2 separate regions of the Zea mays genome follow, and region 2 is linked to region 1. The links are chromatin contacts, called in public Hi-C maps. All regions are on one chromosome and are shown on one strand. The core of a region is the stretch at or near the end of the contact, and the rest is flanking DNA. Distances in the headings are between cores, read along the strand shown. Region 1 holds the start of LOC103651811 (LEAF RUST 10 DISEASE-RESISTANCE LOCUS RECEPTOR-LIKE PROTEIN KINASE-like 2.1). Region 2 holds the start of LOC100281606.

Evidence for each region. Hi-C and Micro-C count contacts between places; a contact is called where the count stands out from the background.
Region 2: a contact with region 1 is called in a Hi-C map of tassel, with 2.6 times the contacts expected there. The contact joins the promoter of LOC100281606 here to the promoter of LOC103651811 in region 1. A contact is called at or near these places in 2 of 25 Hi-C or Micro-C datasets (ear and tassel).

The regions. Positions count from the first base shown.
Region 1 is chr3:20,102,457-20,104,978 of Zm-B73-REFERENCE-NAM-5.0, forward strand. It overlaps LOC103651811 (LEAF RUST 10 DISEASE-RESISTANCE LOCUS RECEPTOR-LIKE PROTEIN KINASE-like 2.1), which reads right to left and starts at 1,258. Exons shown (of 4, transcript XM_035966157.1): 1 at 540-1,258. The coding sequence starts at 1,206.
Region 2 is chr3:20,345,079-20,347,600 of Zm-B73-REFERENCE-NAM-5.0, forward strand. LOC100281606 reads left to right here and starts at 1,259. Exons shown (of 4, transcript NM_001371786.1): 1 at 1,259-2,112. The coding sequence starts at 1,323.

The sequences.
Region 1 (2,522 bases), core at 8-2,507:
CTGTCTGCCTCTACTGGTGTTGCTCTGTTGATGGATGTGTAGGATCACGTAAAGCTGGGTTGATTCGCCATGGTCTCTTGCCGCTAGCCAAAACCCCCCGCCCCAAACCCCGGCTAAACATGCAGGGTCACACGCCGGCGTTGCTGCGTGATGGGTGTGGGGTGTGGCCGAATGGATGCCCATGGCTCTGCCCAAATCGTTTTAGCGTCAAGGCGCCAAAATGCTGCCGTCAAATCCACCGAATAAACTAGGATTAACTAAATAATAAAGTGATTATAAGGCTCACTGTTGGAGTAAAACAAATTTGTTAGGTCCTAAATAACTTGAATCGTGTCTTAATTCGACTTCTAGGACCCAACTTTAGGCTTGGAGTTGCTCCTCTGACAGACATGGGAAATGCTTCACTAAAAAATATTTTTTATGGCTGCTTAAGAGCCGTCACTTGACTTGATTCTTCCTACAGTCTGCCGAAGAAAGGTATCGATGAACTAACCTATATATGGAGCGTGGCATAGTAATTTGGATTAACTTGTACTCACCGCAGCTCACTGGGTAATGTATGCCGTCTGGGCAATTGCAGGAGAAAGCCAGGCCGTTGGCAGGGTACATGCATTCCCCGCCGCTTGCAGTGCACTTGGAGCAATCCCCCGAGACCGCCGTCCACTCGAGGAGAAATCCGTTCCTCAGGCCCGCGACGTAGTTGTGCCTGCTGTCCCGGTCTGGCGGCGGGACGGTAGGCATGACGGCGACAAGGCAGCCCGAGCCCGGCGGTGTTGCCGCCCCCGCCCCGTGCTCTCTGTAGCTGTAGCTCCCGAACCGCCGTCTAAACCCGACGAACGAGGAGTTGTCGCAGGGCATGCGCTGGAACCCAGGCAGAGCAGAGCCTCCGGCACCGGCTCGTCGCATCGGGAGAGGAACCGGAGCTCGCTGTTGGCTCTGCTGACGGCGAACGCCCCCATGAACTCCATGGCGATCGAGATGTTGAAGCACGGCGCCGGGCAGCCGGCGGCGAGTGGCAGGTTCTCGTCCACCACGTGCAGAGAGTTGTTCTCGTTGAAGATGTTGACCACCCGGTACGCCTGGAACATGGAGTGGGTCAGGAACGCGCCGCTGCTGTTGCACTTGAGCTGGAAGGGCGGCGACCCGCACGGCGGCTGCCCTGGCTCCTCCAGCCAGAACGGGTACGAGATGTTCAGGCTCCCGCATGCCTTGGGCGAGCAGCCTTGTTGTTCAGGCTCTGTTGTTTGGGAAGTACCCATTGAAAGCTGTAGCAAGAAGGCTACAGTGTGGACAACTAGTGATGGCAAGAGCACGGCAGTCCCGAATTTTTTGTATTTTAGCCCCTTAAACAGAAATAAATTCACGTTTAGACCTACAAAAATTTTAAATGCAGTTTTGGATCCTTAGCACGGCGCCATAGCCTGTGGCGCCGAGCTAACACAGCTCGGCGCCACAGCCTATGGCGCCGAGCTGTGACGTGGCCGCAACGGCTAGCTGCGTCCAGGGCTGACCTGGCGCTGACGTGGCGGCGGCGCGGCCTCGTAGCTCGGCGCCACAGATCTTGGCGCCGAGCTACGAATTCCTATAAAAACGCCCCCGCGGCTGGCCGAGAGCAGCTCATTTCATCTCATTTCCAAACTTCGTCAAAATTTCCTGGATTCAAAGATTTGAGTTGGTTCACTTCGTAGACCAAGGTATGAATTCGAACTGATTCGTTTGTATATTAGGTTTTTAGTTTAATAATTTGTATACACCTATTATATTATCATTTCGATTATTAGTTTGTGTAAACTTATTATAAAGCATAATAGGTACAAGTGATAATTATAATCGTTTATTAGATGAAAGACATGTACCGAGAGGCGTTGTGGCAGAAGAGAGGTCGTCCTCGGGAGTTATATCCGGACGTATCTAGTAAGGATGCTCCTGTTCCTCCTGAACTCCCCGTGCCTAACTGTGACTGTGGCAGACTGGCTTGGGTACATCAATCACAACATCCAGACACGGCTGCTCGCTGCTACTACCTTTGTGGCACTTTGGACGTACGTAGCTTATGACTTGTCACTTAATTTTGTTCGCATTCATTATTTTGTAGATATGTAATAGTGCATCTTTCAATTATTTTAGGGACATCAGAGGTGTTTCTTTTTCCAGTGGATCGATGGTCCTGATAAATTTGACCCTCGATATCTTCTTTTCGTTAATTGGTTGAGTGGAAGGACCACTCATGAGCGTTTTAAGCGTTGGGTACCTCCTCCCCCGAATCCTCCACCAATGACGGATGCGGAGAAGGAGGTAGCAACAGAAAGACGGATGGACTCACCGCCTCGATGCGATTGTGGAGACCGTGCTGTCATCGACGAAGACTATGACAAGCAGTTCTGTTGTCCGAACATTGATTATGTGAGCCCATTGATACGCTAAATGTATGAACTAGTTTTTATTTACAATAAATTACTAATTTTTTCTCTTGCAGCCATACGGGTGGCGTAAGTGTCGTTTCAGAGAGTGGTTGTATGGTC
Region 2 (2,522 bases), core at 9-2,508, 240 kb after region 1:
TGGACACGAACGCCAGGGCGAGTCGCATGGCAACGGCGGTCTGGACACTAGACCCGGAGAGATTTTTCGCCGCGCGGAAGCAGAGCCAGGAGGGGCGAGCGGGTGAGCGGCTGCAGATGCGCGTGTGGAAAATCAAGTAAACAAACCGCATTGGCGTGCCGCTGCCGCGGCGCCGTCGCTTCCACGGGAAAGGTGACGGAGACGGAGACTTAGGGCCTGATTGGTTGCCCGCATATAGGCCAATCAGACTCACGGTATGCGGCCGTAGTGTGTTTGGTTGTATGTTGCATCCACGTAACCAGGCGCGTGCTACTTTGCCGCTTGTTTGGTTTGCCGCATATGCATCAGCGCCTGTGTCTCGCGATGCAAAAAAGGAGCTCGGGCCAGGCTCTGGAGATGCGACCAAAATCTGCGCATCTGTGGAGCCAGGCTCACGCGATGCACAGCCAGGCTGCCGCGGACCTGGCTCGCTCGGCCATGCTGCCTAGATACGGCAACCAATCAGGCCCTTAGAAATCAAGATCGCATGCCTGGTGTGCACGGTTTTCTAGTCCATCCAGTGACCAAGCGAGGAATCGCTGGCCACAGGCAGGCCCACGCCCGGATGCTAGATTATTCTGTTCGTTCTACTGGTTTTAATCTATAACCTTCTATTAATTCTACAGTATTTTTTATCTTTATAAATTACAACGTTATCCGAAGAACAGGCCTAGCTGACTGTGGCGACGTTTGGTAGTGGTGGGGGTCTGGGGGAAGCATTGCTCCAGGAGCATATACCGGACGCTGCAGACCTGCGTTTTAGCAAAAGCAGATGCCATGTTAACACTGCGATGGTCATGTAGTTGTCCACGATTGGTGGCGGTGCTGCGGGCATATCATCATGCACGGAGCCACGGACGAACACTCTTTTGGCTTCCCGGATCCTTCAGCCTTCATCTCTCCAAAGGCAGACAGCTAACAGGAGCCGGACACGAGGATTCGATGCTCACGGTTTGAGACCCTCTGCTACGTTCCATCCAACGGCTCTTTCTTGTGCCGCCTCCGTGGCCCGATCCGATCGCCCATGGCGGCCGCAGCAGCAGCAGAGGATGCCCGGCCGCTGAGGTTTCTGTGGCTGGCAAGTGCATGGCGGAACTGTCCTGTCCTGGGAACAAATTCCGGTCCAAGTATCTGACCATGACCGCAGCAGCTGCGTGCGTCAGACGCCCTCTTTTTTCACAACCTCCGCAGTCCACTCCACCACCCGCCCACCGGCCACCGGGCAGACAGACGCCAACCAGAACTAGAACCACCACCTATCCTTTCCTTCCTCAGTCCTCACGATGCAGACCACCGCCGTGGTGGCGGCGGCGCTGCTGCTCCTCCTCTCCGCCTTCCCGCGCTTAGGCTCAGCCACGGCCGCCGCCGCCGACACCAATACCAACACCAACCAGACGACCAGCGGCGGCAACGGCACGGGCTGCGCGCCGGCGCGGTGCGGGGGGCTGACCATCACGTACCCGTTCTCGCTCGTGGGCGCGCACCCAATCTACTGCGGCTTCCCGGCCTTCCAGCTGACGTGCGACGCCGCCGCCAACCGCACGTACCTCAGCAGGACGTTCAGGGACCGCCTCTACCGCGTCCTCCACATATTCTACGGCAACAGCTCCCTGGTGATGGCCGTCCAGGCCACCTTCGCCGGCGACGGCGGGTGCCGCGTGCCCGACTTCAACGTGTCCGCCAGCCTCGCGCTCCTGCCCGTCTACATCAGCGCCGCCAACAGGAACCTCACCTTCGTCTACGGCTGCGACGTCCCTCCGCGGCTCCGGCTGCAGCCGGCGTGCGACAACACTACTATGGGGGCGTACACCTCCGACGACGACACCACCGAGCCGCTCGGTTCGATCAACTGCAGCAGCGTGAGCGTGCCGGTGCGCTGGATCGAGCGCGGAACGGAGCCCGGTCGTCGGCTGAACTACTCGGAGCTGATCGGGGAAGGGTTCCTGCTGGAGTGGCCGCCGAGGTCGACGGCGGAATGCGACGAGTGCAAGGAGCGCGGCGGGGAGTGCAGATTCCCCGATATTTCGTTCCAGTGCATCTGCCGCGACGGGAGACCCTGCCGACGCTCTCGCGGTAAGCAAACTCTATCAGCTAATTGAATCCTTTACCCTGCAATGCTAGCTCCCACCGCACTGAGCTGTTTTTGATCGAGCGAGAGCCGAGAGCAACACGTTTCTCCCGTTATTGTGATTTCGAATTTAAACAAGATGCTCAAAGAATTTCCATTTCACTTAAAACTAACGAAAATGAAACAGCTAGTTGTCTTAAGTCTGAAGTATTTTTCATTTGAGGCGCCAAAGAAAAAAAACCCAATGAAAGCTGGCTGTATTTTTTTACTATTATTTTTTTGCTGGAGAACAAGGGCAGCTAGAATTCAGATGCATCCTCAATCATCAATGCAACTTCTTCTCCTACGACTAATCTATAGCCGGCACCATTTGAAAATTGAAATGGTCAGTTCCTATACTTGGAACTCTGAACCG